Linked DNA regions of Mus musculus: region 2 is linked to region 1. Evidence: chromatin contacts called from public Micro-C data. All regions are on one chromosome and are shown on one strand. The core of a region is the stretch at or near the end of the contact, and the rest is flanking DNA. Distances in the headings are between cores, read along the strand shown. Region 1 overlaps Aff3 (AF4/FMR2 family, member 3). Region 2 overlaps Aff3 (AF4/FMR2 family, member 3).

Region 1 (7,879 bases), core at 3,570-6,069:
TTTCTACTGCTTTGTAACCACTGTGTCTCCGGTAGCTTCCTGTATTCGGAGTACACGTGTAAGTGTTCCAAAGCACTTTGATCTGACTAACAACAACAACAACAACAACAACAACAAATCATAGAGACAAGGCGGGTTTTCTCCAGAGCTGCATTCCCTGGAGCTCCTCCCCAACTCCTAGGGAGGCTAAGCTCTCAGCAGCTTAGTTCCCACTTTGCCTTCTCTGCTGCCTGACTTTCGTTCCATACCTGTAAATCAACTTGTACTGAGAAGGTCACGACCCCACACATGCTCATGGGGGGCACAGGGATGATGCTCATGGCAGCACTTGTGGTCAAGTGCGTGTCTGGCATCTCTCCCCACTGTACCCTTTTTTAAGATTCCTCCTGGCTTTCATGTCCTCCCTTCCTCTAGCTATCTGGGATGTTGGTGGCTTTCATTATCTCCTCCTGTTATTCTCGTTGCTGATAGGTGCTGATGTATTCCTTGAACCCTGTTCTGTTTCCTGGATGTCATGCTCACCTGTCCGGCTATCCCCATTCCCACAGGTTTTTAACACCTCTACCTTAACCTTACCTCACATCTCTTAACACCTTTTCCTCCTGGGTGAATATTGTTGTCAAGTGGCTGCTAAAGCTATTGGATCCTTCTCTCCGCCTGCCTCCCTCTCAGTCAGTTCTTCTCCAAACAAGTTTTCATATTCTCATTCTCCCTCCCTCCTCCCCCTTTCTCTCCTTCCCCGCCCCCTCTTATTCCCCCACCTCCTGTCCAGGTCAGAGCACCACCCTTTCCAGCCTAGATTATTCCAGGAGGTTGCCCACTGACCTTTGGCATCTATCCCCTGTCTAACTAGCTCGCCACAGTGTGCACAGAACCAGCTTCCCAAAGCCTACATTTTACCAGCCTCTCCCAAGCTCAGGACAGCCAGATTCCTGGCTGTGATCTGCAATGCCCTGTGTTCTCAGCCCCCGTATGTTGGTCCAGCCATGTTTTCCCAGTCTGCACTTCAAACTTTAATTCCTTCTCTGCAAGACTGTCACCACCTCTGGCTCTACCCCTGGGTCCTGCCTCGATTACTTACCTTCAGGCCACAAATTCAGCTGACTGACTCCTTTTTTTTCCCCTTGATGCAGCATTCTCTCTAGGAACCTTTCTCATTCCCCAGATCCGAGATAGCGGCTCCTAGTCTGTGATCCCAAGAACCTGTGTTCACTTTCTAATACCCGTTACCTGGGAGCCTTTCTTATCTCTCACTGGTCCATCTGCGTTGACGAGCCCATAAGAGATGCTTAATAAATGCTGAGCAAGTGTATAAGGAGGCATGCATGAATGAATGAATGAATGAATGAATGAGTGAATGAATGCTTGTTACTTGTTCCTGATCTTCATACTGTCTTCCAGAACTATAGCAAAAACACTTGAGGTGGTTTTTCCCTTAAAACATTACTTCTCTGGGGACTACCAGCACCGCCGTATCACACACCACATGGTAAACAGAGATGAAAGTTTACTGCCAGTGATTGGTGGTCAGAAGTGGAAGAGAATCTGGCTGTTACTGCAGCACATCAGGAAAGCCTGGGCCTTTTGTATCTGCCGCCTGCGTCTTGATTGTCTTTTATGAGATTGGGTTTTTCATTTTGATAGATAATGAATTTTACAAGTTGGAGAAATCAAGATAATAAGTTTGCAAGGATAATTTGGTTAATTAGCATGTTGCTACTGTAGAATCAAGGGCTGCAAGTCAAAGCGATTTCACTGCTAATGTGGTCTATGCAAAACGTCTCTCAAAAAAATTAAAACATCCACCCAGAGTGATCAGCTCAAGGCTCATATTTAAAACTTGTATTTATTATGAAAACCACACACAGTGTTCTCTGTTACTTTTTTTTTTTCCAAATTGAGGGTTGTGGAATTACATTGATTTGATGCAAATTACCATTGTATGCACACAGATCTCTGAAAAATAATTTCTAACATAGATAATGATAGCTTGACGATAGAAGAGATAGAGACTTGAAAGATGAGAGCATCTATTCTGGGAACTATTATATATTTTAAATAAGGCATCATTCTTTACCTATCTGATCTTACAGATATTTAGCTCATTTGAACTAAAAAAACTTAGAAAGCCAATTTTTTCTGAAATTGGCTTTAAAATATCAAGAACAGAGGGGGCAGAGGATAAACTCATTCCCTGCCTCTGATACAGAAAGCCCTGGGTTTTAAAAAAAAAAAAAAACTTCATTCTTATTATCAGTCTATGACACAACAGTTTAAAACTCTAGGCTTTGGCTACCTGTAAATATTTTCAAGTACAGATTTGTTGCAGATATGAACTCCACACTTGAAATCACCGTGGTATTTCATCCTAATGAGCATGTTTCAGACTACTTACATATGTTTGTCTCCTCTCCAAGTTTAGCTTTTCCATCTCAAGGAATAATTTATATGTGGGGTCATTTCTTTAAATATGCATTTAAAATTCATTTTAACAGTATGTACTTGTAAGAGGACAAAACAGATGGGCTTTTTAAAGTTTAAAGTTAGCAAGAATTGCTGTTGAACACTTGTTTTTAAATGATCAGCTCCTGAGTCCTACCTCAGCCATGTCTCAGAAAACCAAATTAGAGATTAAGGGCCTGGTGAGGCCAAGGCTGACCTCCATGGTCTTCAAATACAGAGCCTCAGAAGAGTGTTGATGCTCACCAGAGGAAAGGGGAAGATGGAGAAAAGAATCCCCAGGCATCGTGTGTTCTGAGAATGATGTAACCCAGAAAAGAAGCCACAACAGGTCCCCTTCCATTAGGGAGAGAGCCCCCCTCCGCTCTGCCAACAGGCTTCATCATCTTGACTTTTTAACTTTTCATTTCCTTGCCTGCTCATTGAAGTCATCACTACATCCTGCCTGACCTGAGCCCCGAACTCGGGAGGGAAAAAGGCGAGATGTAAACGTAGCTGGTTATTGTTGTATGAAAGGAGGAGCCGGCCCATTGTGTGTGAATAAAGAAGAGGTTCCAGGAGTGTGAGAGACAAGTGCTGATGCTGGGGGGTGGGGGTGGAGGTCACGGTAGCCGGAATCATCTAGAAAGATTGTCAGCAGCCCTTGGATGGTAAGATGATTAATCACTTTAGCACAAAAGAACACAAAGGGAGACTTGTTCGGAGTAGGCCGGGGATGGAGCGTCAGCTCCAGGTGCCATGGGGCTCCTCTGTTTAATAAGGTTTTTTTTTTTCAAGTATGTGCCACATCAAAAGCAAAAGCACATGCCTCTACAGGAAACTCAACTAAAGGGCCAGAGAACAAAGTAGTAAGTCAGAAGGAATATTTAAGAAACAAGATTAGCAATCATTTGGGTTTGAAAATCCCTCCACCCAAAGCCTACTGTGTTAGTGTCAGGAAAACTCACAGACCTTCAGAGGACATGTCCTGAACCCTTTACCCATAAACATGAAAGGAAATATCCGAGGCTAAACAAGTTCCATGATTGGAAGTATGCTTCAATTATTCCACTATTCCCTGCAGCCTGGCTTAACATGTGCTGCTGGGGTGTCCTTCACATGAGTTACCCGTGTTCCCTCATTGTAGTGCCCTCCCTGTCTTCCAGGTAGAAAGAGAGAGGTAGAGGCCATAGCACACAGAGCAGAGTTTAAACTGAGGTCTCCCACTGTGCAGCCTGGGGCTCTTTTATACCCTGCAGAGTACAGCCAGTCCTCTGTTCCCACAGGCTCCCCAGGCCTGTGGAGCATAGGAACGAGTCCTGAAAGCAGCTCCACAGTCTGAATGGTGTGCCAAGGCTGTCGCTGAGTGTGTGTGATGTGTGGGTGTGGCCCCTGCAGCCTCCACCTCCTCACAGATCCCAGGCTCTCTCCAGCGATTCAAGTGTGGTGTCCGCTGCCTCGTGCCTCAGTGCTGAGCCATGATGTGAGACCTAGTATGTCCACATCTGTGCTTACATGCTTAGACTTGCTCCATGTCACTAGTCATTGTTCAACACATTGTGTTGGGTATTCTAGTCATCTAGAGATGACATAAACCATATGGGAAGGCATTTGTAGGTTTTGTACAAAAACCGTACCGTGTTACACAAAGGATTTGAGCATTTACAGATCTGCATGCCTTCAGGGGACCAATCCCCAGTGGCTACCCAGGAACAACTGTGTTAAAAAAACAAAACAAAACAAAAACCAATCGCATGTTTTTAAACATCCGACTGACTGTTGCGCAAGTACCTCAAGACCCTTGGATCTAGTCTACCTCACTCCCTTCAGCCTGAAGAAGACACATCATGGCTGCTTTGACTGTTTCTGTTTGTGGAGGGTAGGAGGGGGCTGCTAACTGTTCCTGAAGTATAGGACCGAGGCTTTGGATGTCTAAGCCACCCCATGAAGGAACTGTGCAAGCAGAGAGACACTTTGATAGTCCCTGTGTGTCAGCCTGGAGCATACATAATCAGTTATTTAACAACACACCTCAAAATGCCAGACTTTTTTTTTTCTTTTTTCTTTTTTTTTTTTTTTTTGCAATGGCCTGGGTGGTTACTACTCTCTGGGAGCCCTGTGGTACACGGTAGTCCCCTTGTCACCTCAGGAAGAGCAGCACTGGATCTCAGGGGGAGGAGAAGGCAAAGACCCAGAGTAAGGACCCAGCAGGTGGGACTGCAGTGCAGAAGCCACCGCCCTCCTGGCTGCCAGGGGAAGAGTTTCCAGCTGAGTCTGCCTTAAGCAGTAGCTTACTGAGCATGTGACTTAGAGCCAGTGCAGACTGCAGTGTGGGGCACACTCATTTTCCCAGGGAAAGCCGCTGTTCTCATCCACTGTTGCATATGCCTGGAACGGCTCCTGCTAGATACATTTTCGAACTCACGTGTCCCAGTGAATCAGCATGTCTAACAGCGTGTCTTCATTCATTACATGTGCTTCTGGAGGAGAGCTCTGTAAACCTGTGACTAGAACAAACATTTTATTTTGGAACTGACAGCCGTTAGCTGCCTTCGTTCTTACTGTTGAAATGACGTTTCAGATTTGTTAGAAATGACGCTGACTTGAAATCTCAGTATAGAACATATAGTTCTAGGATATTTGCTAATTTTTTTTTTTTGCTAAAGTATTACTGATTATAGGAAAGACTTAACATTAGTATGAACTTCCCTGAGGAATTTAAATACTTGCTTAGTTTCTTTACAACTTGGCCCTAATTTGTAAGACAAAAGTGTTAAAAAAAAATCTTTTGAAATTGCTTGTCAAACAATAAAACACAAAGAATAGTCTTTCTTGGAGCAGTAGAATGTTCTGAGTCACTTCTTAAAGTGGTTTTGCCACAGTTCAGGTCCATACAGTGAGCGACCACAACAGAAACCAGTGCAGACTGCACCCCCTGGTGGGCCATTTGTTTGATAAGCAGTTGGTTGATAGCTTTTTGTCTCTGAAGGAAGAAGTGGAAGTTTACATGTAGAAAATTCATGTCTTTGTAGGAACTAAACAGTGTCCAAAATTACCAAGCTTGGCTTGGTCTTTGGTGGAAGGTCTCATCTGTGTGAATCGTTCATGATGTTAACCTGTGTTTACTTGAAACACGAAGAACAGTGCATGAAATACCCAGCATTGGAAGCAGGGTCTCTTGATGAGTTTTATTTTCTAGCACAACAGTGGTCAGTGTGTCTCACTAGGTGTAGAATTAACTGCACAGAACTTGAGAAAGTTCTCCCTAAAATATTAATCATCTTGTAGCTTAGAGCTGACTTCCTTTAGGAACACTGGCCCCACTGTGAGAGAAAATGACAGAGGACCAGGACATCAGTGACTTTCACAAAACTCAGAAGACCTCAAGTTGCAGAGCAAACAGCTCAAGCTATAGAGTGTGTGTATGTTGGGGGCAGGGGGCGCTTCAGGACAACACGAGACCTGGGTGTTACTTACATGAGAGAATAATCAAGGCCATGATACCTATGAGAAGTCCAACTAGAAACTGAAATACTTGCTAAAGGTTAAAGGTAGGCTCACAGCCATGAACAATTCATGCTAGTAGGTTCGCCCCCTCTGGCAGGTTTTGTCTCTACCTGGCACCTGTAGGGGAGACCTGGGAGAATCCTGACCTCACCTATGAACATCCATCCAGACAGACCCATGTACCCTGCCTCTCTTCCTGATCAGAGTCTCAGCTTACAGGAAGGACACAGAAGGTCAGCCTGCAGAGCTGCATCCCTCTACAGAGGAGGGGAGTGAGCAACAGCTACAGCAGCTACAGCCTCTGCCAAAACATACACTCACCTTCTCTCAGCCCCGGGGCACAAAAGCAGGCGTACCAGAAATGCATCATGAGGGACCCTGCTGGAAGCCTCGCTGACCAGGGGAGGACAGGAGGAAGCTAAAGTGCTACTCCTTGGGGAAGGGTAGGGATTTGTGCAATGGCCAATGGGCTAGAAGGCTCAAGAGGGATGCCCTGTCAGGACCCCAGTGGAAGCCCGAGTAGCAATCAGAGCATAGACACCATCTTTCTTCCCTGACTCCGTTCTTGAACACAAAGTCAAAAAACATAGTAGGGTATAAAGTAGAAGAGCTTTGCAAAGGGGGGAGACAAAGTGCAAGTCCCAGGGGAACTCACGTGTACCTCACTTCCTGGATACATGAACACAGACCTCCAAATAAAGAACAAAACCAAGGCCACTGGAGGAGCATTTCACTGCACAGCATGGAATTTGTTTACATCAGTATCTAATGACACTGCCAGGATGGTTGTTTAGAAGAGTGGGTGTGCAGACGCATCCAAAAAGAAAAAAATATATATTTTTTTTTGGAAGAGGCAAAGCAGTGGTCCCCACCAAAATCTACTACAGCACAGATAGTAGAACTTTAAAACAAGGTATTCATTTGATACCATTAATGTGCTATTCTTTTGTTTTTTGTTTTTTTGAGACAGGGTTTTTCTGTATAGTCCCGCCTGTCCTGGAACTCACTCTGTAGACCAGGCTGGCCTCAAACTCAGAAATCCGCCTGCCTCTGCCTCCCAAGTGCTGGGATTAAAGGTGTGTGCCACCATGCCCTAATGGGCTGTTCTTACAGCATGCAGAGTAACACGGGTTATTGCACTAGAGATGGGAACCATAAGGCAAATGAAAAATTGGGAAATAGAAAACAACAATTAAAAAAAATATATCTCTTTTCCCTTTCCCACAGATGACAAAGAGAAAGTACTACAGCACTCTGGCGACTTTCTCCTAAGACATCTCTCTCTCTCTCTCTCTCTCTCACACACACACACACACACACACACACACACACACACACACGGTACTGCCAGCCTCACCCACCTAGCCTAGACTCACTACCCACCTTTGGTCATTTGGCATTTATTGTCTATTGTATCTAACATCATGCGCAGTCGCACTCATTTCTGGCACCATCTTCTGGATTCAGAAGGCAAGGACGCCTTATAAAAGGTTCACCACTTGCTCCACTTGAGGGCAGGCTGCCATGTAGCAGCCGTTATTGAGTTGGGGAAGCTGGAGGAGGAAGCAGGAGATGTCTTGCTATGCTTTCCTCTTTCCCAAATGAATGCCTTTGATGGAGTCCAGGCTCTCCTTCCACGTAGAAACCGGCATGCTTCTTCTCCTTCAACTTCTTCACATTCTCAGCCATCTTCATCCTCCCATTTCTTCCCCATTGGTATTTTATCTGTGCGGTAAATTTGGTTTCAGATGGGGTACGCAGACCTCGCTGAGATAATGAGCCAGCATCTGCATGGAGCTCACAGTACCCAAGCCTTATTAAATAGTCAGGGTCAACATCGGGTTTTAGAGCGTCAGTGGGATCAGCCAGCGGACACGATGAAGCCTCATTAAGAGCTCGTTCTCTTTTAATTTAAGAAAATGTTTCTTGTCCT
Region 2 (7,879 bases), core at 2,364-4,863, 63 kb before region 1:
TGGATACTGCACTCCTAACCCTGTTTTCCCCCTCTCACCAATGGCGATGGTCCTTCCCTGAGCCACTATTGCATCAGAAGCTCATCTTATGTGTCATGACTTCCGTGTTAATTAGTTGGCATTTCTCTGTTTACTACTTAGCATTCCTTTGTAACAAAAACTTTTTCCTTTTACCTTTCAAATATACTTAATTGCTATGAACTCATGGAGCTGTGCTTCATTAATTAGATGGTGGCCATTCACCCACATTGTTTTTACCATTTCTACATTCAGCCAGTAGAAGATGCCCTTTGGGCTAGCTCTTTTCCATTAGACATACCCTCGTTATTCCTGTGTTTGGTACAAGGTGTTCTAGAATTCTCTTGCAATTCTACAGCTCTAGATCTGAAATGCGTTGTTTCTCAAGGCAGCTCCCTTTTCTTTAGGAGTGGAATTCAGAGACTCGGATTCTGAGTGCCTGTGCACCCAGCACTCCAGTGTTGTTTCTTCCAGCTGCTTTCAGGGGCACACGCATTTCATCTACTCCACATGCATGTCTGCACACACAAGCACACACCTGGGATGCATGTCTGCATTCACAAGCACACACCTGTGAGGCATGTCTGCACACACAAGCACACACCTGTTGGTACTACACTATACTGTCTGTCTACCTTGCTATTCAATAAAGAGTCAGAGCCCATGCCAACATCTCCACTTCCATATTCATTGCACTGTTCATCCTTATCCCCCTCTGTGTTCCCAACCTTTTTTTCTGACATCAAGAAAGCTGCATCCACTGTACAGTATACTTCCTTTGTTGCTGAATATTACAATAATCATTCAAAATTGATATTTCATCCTTCAAAAACAATCAGACCTACTCTTTTTTAGTGTTTGTTTACTGTAACTCTTTATACTCTTTAAGTTTGGCATCGCACAATGTGGTACAATGGTAAGGGTGACACAATAAGACCCTGTCCTTTCCATTAATCTACATCAGCTTCCCAGCCTTCTTTTTCTCTCTGAACTGGAGGAGAAAGGTACAACTGGCCCCATTTGGTGTCGCTGAAAGCACAGGAGGCCCTGGAGGGATGACTTGATGCTCTTGCGTGAACTCAGATTCAGGTCCTAGCACCTACATGCTTGCTTATGACCACCTTAACTCCATTTGTGGGAAACCCAATGTCTTCTTCTGCCTTCTACAGGCAAAACATGAGTGCATGCTACATGTACATATGTGCACATAAAACACTCCTTCACACAAGAGAAAAATAAATAAAGCTTTCGAAAAAATATAACTGTGAACCCAGACGGTAATGGGGTTCAGATTCATGGAGATAAGATATGTGGATGGAGGATTTTTTTTGGTCTTCTTTGTTTGTTTACACTTAGTCCTTGCCTCTGCAAAGAGAATGCCAGTCACACACCTCTCCGTATTCCCCTCTCATGGGATGTTTGGGCTAGTTACATCATATGCTACATCTTATGCTACATCATAAGCTACCATTAAACACAACACAACAAAGCAATAATCTGTTTTGCTCATTGACATATATTTTGTCTGGGGCAAAAATTATAGCCTAGTATATAAGAATTTGTTTTTCCATGATTCGGATTAAGGACACAGTGCCCTGTGAGAGTCTGATTCTCACTGAATTTGAAATTTCTTGATTGAACCTGTGACTTTGTGTCTCTCTCCTGCTGATCTCAGGGACTCATTTGGTTGAAATTCAACTATATTTATTGTATTGAAAATATGACGCTATGAAAGTTCTATGTGATTGCAAAGGACCCTGATGAGGTAGTCTTCAGAGTCAGTGATGCAGAGAGGTTATTTATTGGGTCCTACTGAGGCATGCAGCCTGTTTATAAATATGACATGTTAAAACAAGCTATGTGGTATTTGGAATCATATATGCCCCGGTTGTGATCTTGATTAATAATTTTTATCAATATAAATGACAAAGTAGTAGTTGTACGCTGTGCTTGCCATCACACATAAAGCTTAAGCTTATGTCCAGTCTATTGAGAGTTTTATGAGCAGATGTGTTCCTACAGGCTGCTGCTGATTCCCCTCGTATGTCTCTGATGATGCAGTGTTCTAATGTTAATAAATGGAGCCCTTTGGGGACCAGTTACTCAGGAAGTTAGGAAGTTAGTTACATTCTCCCGGGAATGTGAATGTAACCTTGTTCTCCTTTGGGCTGAAACAATGTATCCCTCCCATTGATCCTGGAATCATTGGAAGGAATCCTCTGCTGTGACCCAGTGACCAGGCTGAAAAGGCTTCTCCTCCTCTCTTTCACTTGAGTCTATTGCTCTGCCAGTCATAATTCTGCCACTTTTAACAAGACATCTTGATGAATCATCAGAGGAGTTAACCTTCACCATGTCAAGCTCGTAAAATGTTAAACCGCCTTTAGATACCCAGCTCTTAGAATTCGACACCATAGCACAGTGTCACAGTTCTCTGACACCAAACAGAGATAGTAGGGTTTGTCCCTGTGCTACAGCTTAAATGTCCATAAATGTCCAGCGGGTGGCTGAAAACCCAGTCTCAAGCCCACCGCTTCTGTCTCCTAATTCTGTACCTGGGGATGTCTCTTAACCTTCTTGCCTCTGCTTCCTTCTCTGTAAGATGGGTTAATAATGCTGATGTGGGATCTTGAGGATTCTGCCACCCTAACATCTGCCATGGCCTTACCATCCCAATCATGGCTGCCCAGATAGCTGACATCACCATATTTAAAATCTGGCCTCACTGTTAACTCTTCTTCTGGCAAGAGCAGCCCACAAAGGACGGTCACTGCGGTTTTGTATGTTTGACAGTTGATGTATTATTTATTTAGGGTTTTCTCTTGACTTTGTAATGGCTTCCTCAAATCTAAGAATGGCCCGAACTCAGCTGGCTTAAGAGAAAGGAGAGGAGGTGTGTTAAATATCGTTAGGACTTATGAGAGTTCTTTCCTCTTTGTCTCCAGCCACACATTCCTCAGGACTGGATTTAATATTCTTTTTCTCATGCAGAAAAAGTATATCAGCTTATTCATCAAATACAAGGGAAATCAACAAGCATAATAAAAATTGTATTTCTGTAGTGGCAGAGGAGGGTGTGATACATAGTAACATTTAGATAAAACCCAAACACAGACATCAGGGTCTGCGCCACTCTATGACCGCTGGCCGAATTCCTAATGATGGGGCCCTTAATGTATGACTTAGGGCATGTGGGAGTGTAGAGTTTAATTTTTCAGTTGGTTTATTGCAGCTCTTAACAAGTGGGGCTGTTAGTAAATAGACAGTTAAATTAAACTCATGAATATCCGTTACTGTTCTTAAAATAGAAACAAAAGCCTGGCCCTGCTACTGCTGCCTGAACTGCTGTGTGGAAGTGGACAGGGTACTGCATTCTGGGTCGGGAGTCAGGGATGAACACAGGAGAGGAGAGAGGGCAAACAGGAAGGTGGTGCACACCCTCCTCTGTCCACCCCAGTGTCAGGCTTCTAAGATAAGTAGCAAAATGACTGACAGGCACTCTTTATTTCTAAGCAGAAGCAGGCAGAAGTAAGCAGGGCCGTCACTATGGAAGCATCAGAGCACGTGCACAGGCCACTGGCCTGGACCGTCCTGGCTGGCCGCTCTCTATGACAGCCAACATTGTTGTGTAAGTTCTCAGGGGGAGCTCTCCTCAAAACGAGCAACATTAGATTGGCATAAGTCTGAGCAGGTGTCCTGATGGCAGCTCTGTTAGGACACAGACACCAGGTGTGAGGAAGAGCAGAAAGACCTTGTGGGAGAGAGACACCATCACATCCCCACATGTTACTGGAGACAGAGTCTCATCATCTGGGTTCTGCCATGAGGGAGATGGAGAGGAAGTCAACAGAGAAGAAGAAGAAGATGAGGAACATGTGGACCGAGTTAGAGTTGCAGAGTTACATAGGTTTGTGTGACTGGCCAGGCTCAGGTGAAATGTCTTCCACGTGGAGAAGGATTCCTGGGGTGGGGTCTGTAGTGGCTATTCCTGGTTGTCAGCTTGACTATATTTGGAATGAACTACAATTCAGAATTGGAAGGCTCACCAGTGACCCTTATCTGGAGGCTTGGAGATCCTTATCTGGATCTTGGTATGGAGATCTTGAGCCGTAGTGGCTATGGATTCCAGAAGATTAAATCTCCGAGTTTAAGGAACACACCTTTAATCTGGGCTACACCTTCTACTGGAGACAATATAAGGACATTGGAAGAAGGGAGTCTAGCTCTTGCTCCTTCGCCTGCTTGCTGTGTGAGACTGAGTAACTGCTAGATCCTTGGACTTCCATTCACAGCTGCGACTGAACCATTGTTGGGAATTGGGCTGCCGACCGTAAGTCATCAATAAATTCTCTTACTATATAGAGACTATCCATAAGTTCTGTGACTCTAGAGAACCCTGACTAATACAGGGTCCAAGGAACATGACACAAGAAAGTTTCCTACTGAAGAAAGAGACAAAATGTCCAAGCTACCAAATTTTCTTGCATTGAAAAATAAATCAATAGAAAGTGAACCCTCTTATAATTGACAGCTGCATTCGATGTCTAAATCAGAGCATTAAAATGGCAGTGTTCAGATATTTCTCAATCAGCTGGCGTTTGTCTCACAAGATGCGGGGAGTAAAGGGTGCAAGATAAATTAATTCAAAGCCACATGAAAAGGCCCCAAGCCAAAGTGTGTTTCTGGATAGCCTTTTTTCCTGCAGTCTAAATTTAGCCAAGTCGAATGCATTTGTAAGTGCTGCCCCATCCAACCATTAGAAATGATGGGTTTGCCATTTCACAGGAGACATGGGTTTCACTGTCAAGGCGGGGTGCGATGTCCATGCATAGCTATCCTTTAGAGGTGCAGACTCTGCCTTGCCATGTTTTGAGCATAGAGAAGGCTGGGTCTCAGCCCTGGTAGGGACGGCAAGCTTCAGGGAAGCCCATTTTTCACTCCCAGTAGAGTATAGATGGAAAGCTATCTGTAACAGCACAGGTAGCCTCTGGAAAAGCAGAACACGCATGAGAGAAAAGAGCAGGCCTCTCAGATATGGGATGAAGTTAGTAGGGAAGTTGTGTAAGATAACTGGTTGGTTTCAACTTGGTGAATTTAAGCAAGGAGCAGACACTGCTGCATTTTTTTCTCTGTGTCGAGTAGAAATGACTTAAAAAAGGATGCTGGAAGATGTCAGCTAAGCAAAATAAATACAACAGAGGAGTTTAGCAACAGAGATTTCCCCATACCCGACGCAGGAACACTCGGGATTGGCAACATCATCTGGTCATTAACAGTTATGATGCAGGGCACCTTACCGCTTGGGTGGGTGTGATGAGGAGGCAGGTCCATGCGGGTGTTCTGTCCGTTAGATAAGACACTTCAGATGTACAGGATATACTCCAGGCAAGTGAAGACCTTAGCGTAAAGCTTTTATCTCACAGTACAGCAGAGTAGTAGATTAGGATAAATCCCTTCAAGATCTACTTAAATAAAGCAAGTAGATTCGATTGTGGTTTTCCCTCTGTCTTAATCTCCAAGTGCATTTCTGGAAGCCTCTGTGTAGTTTATTGCTACTTATGCTTTCAGTACCTGAGCTGTGATTTTAAAGGAGACATTAACTTGGTCTGTAAATGAACTGGACATGAGCATCTCTGGTCTGAAATTCTGGAATGCGGAAGCGTCGTGGCACCTGAAACTTTGGGGACTCTAGCACAACATGCTTGGTCTGATAGGTCAGCATCCACAACCTTTTTTTGTGCATGAAATTAATAAAAAAAATACTATGTAAAGTCATCTTCAGGGTGTGTGTATAAGGTTACATGAAACAAGTGAGTTTCAGATTCAAACTACAGTCCTATCTCCAAGACACCTTGTTATACCTAGGAAATATTTCTAAGCCTGATAAAACAATGAAATATCCAAACACGTCTGCCTCAAAGCATTTTGAGTCAGGAAAACTCAGCCTACACCATCACAATATTTTCTTTTAATCACAATATTTTATTTAAGATTTAGACACAATTTTTAATAAGTAAAAGACATCTACATATCTTGTTATGTTTCAGATATCCAGATTTTTAAAGGCACTCACCAAACAGGGTTTTGGTATTGTTCATTTTTCCCCATGTTCTGGATGAAGCGTATATGTGCCTTATGAGTTTATAGCATTGATAACCATGTTGTGTGTTTTCTAACATCTGGTGCCTTTTCTGACTACCATGTTGCATGATTTTTAACGGTCAAACATTCCCAAATGTGGAGTGCACCTCACAGTGCCTGGGGGACTTTGTCTCCTTAGAGGGTGCTTAAGATTTTGGTATGTGGTACACTTAAGCATTGTTGGGGTGGGAAGTGGTAATACAACTATATTAATCCTACCATTGAGATGGCACTAAGACTAATTTTTATACCTGAGGGTGTGGGGTGTGTGTTTGTGTGTGTGTGTGTGTGTGTGTGTGTGAGAGAGAGAGAGAGAGAGAGAGAGAGAGAGACTCTGATATTCTGATACAGAATTCTGTCCTTGATAATTTAAGTCAAGAAAAAAGGGAAAAAAGAAAAACATTGAATTAGTAGATCAAATGGGATTCCACAGTCTAAATGCTTAGCTTTCCTGCATTTTTCTCTCATTACACACAAGAGTCTTCCCGACAGCCCAATCATGTGTTGTTTGTATTGTGGAGGGCGCTGGTAATGTGTGTGTACCTGTAGCACATTGCTGGCTTCTCCTTGGTTTTCATTTGGTGAGTGAAATCTATTTAATTACTTTATGATATTGCTTTAATTAAATCCAATTGTGAATGTCTGGTTTATTCAGGAAAGTCACATTTGGAGGTGATTATCCCCTTTAACATGGAATTAACATGAAATTTGTTCAAATGGGACATCTTAAATCAACCTTGATTCACAAAAATTTGATTTGCATGAAGTTGTAATAGCATGCTTGTCATGTAAAATGAGGTACACCTGCATTATCGAGCCAGACACTGAATCCTTCTAAACACACTCAGACCTGTACAAAGATGTGTGTGTGCAAAGCATTCTCTGAACACCTTCCACCAATGGGGAGGCCCATCACTTTTTGATTTTAAGTAATTATTCCATTTCTGTGCTCATAAAGGAGAAATTGTATTTCCTCTATTTATATACACATCGCATAATACATTATAATCATTGTAGCATACAGCTTCCCTTTCTTAGAATTTACAGAGATACAAAAGATGCTGTTTATTGACGCTTATTCCATATCTTAATCCACGAGCTTACAATTTTTGTGTTTGTTTGTTTGTTTGTTTGTTTTCCAGACAGGGTTTCTCTGAATAACCCTGGCTGTCCTGGAACTCACTCTGTAGACCAGGCTGGCCTCAAAAAAAAATCAGAAATCCTCCTGCCTCTGCCTCCCGACAGTGAGGAGCAAATGTTCTTTCACGTGTGTCTGAATTCTGTATTTGATGAGCAACATTAATGGCTGCCACATGTAGGACTTGGTACGAACAGTTAGTAAAGGACCGGTATGTCAGATAGGCAAAATATTATACCCAAGCAGATATTTAAGCAATGTGGAGAAATGGAGAGTCAGCTTTAAAAAAAAATCTGAAAATGTGGGTGTAATCAGGAAGAGATTGAATATGGGGTGACAAGAATTCAAAGAGGACTCCATGCCCTCTTAAAGGGCTTTCTTAGCTCTGACAAGCAGTTGGCCTTTTGTTTTAAGGGCACAGCTGTCAAAGTACCTTGAGTAGGGAACTGGCAAAATGAGATGGGTCTCCTGGAAAGATTATTATGGCTTCAGCGAGAAAATCGATATGTACCAGTCAGCTTTGTGTTACTATGATAAAATACTTGAGGTATTTAACTTATAAAGATGAAAGGCAATTTTGGC

What was found. A called contact is a pair of places that touch in the nucleus more often than the background predicts.
Region 2: a contact with region 1 is called in a Micro-C map of the G1E-ER4 cell line, with 2.1 times the contacts expected there. The contact joins two enhancer-like sites. A contact is called at or near these places in 12 of 484 Hi-C or Micro-C datasets (the G1E-ER4 cell line, the HPC-7 cell line, astrocytes and 8 more) and 1 of 115 datasets of contacts at active chromatin or transcription factors (astrocytes).

Annotation. Positions count from the first base shown.
Region 1 is chr1:38,390,616-38,398,494 of GRCm38.p6, reverse strand. The region is part of intron 5 of Aff3 (AF4/FMR2 family, member 3); the gene reads left to right. Among named protein-coding and RNA genes, the nearest start is that of Gm16150, 180 kb to the right of the region's middle. Within about 2 kb of position 4,819, at least 62 of the 459 cell types and tissues checked have an H3K27ac peak or open chromatin away from gene starts, as enhancers often do. A contact at or near this core is called in the G1E-ER4 cell line, where this site is marked.
Region 2 is chr1:38,452,620-38,460,498 of GRCm38.p6, reverse strand. All of the region lies in intron 4 of Aff3 (AF4/FMR2 family, member 3), which reads left to right. Among named protein-coding and RNA genes, the nearest start is that of Aff3, 170 kb to the left of the region's middle. Within about 2 kb of position 3,613, at least 3 of the 459 cell types and tissues checked have an H3K27ac peak or open chromatin away from gene starts, as enhancers often do. A contact at or near this core is called in the G1E-ER4 cell line, where this site is marked.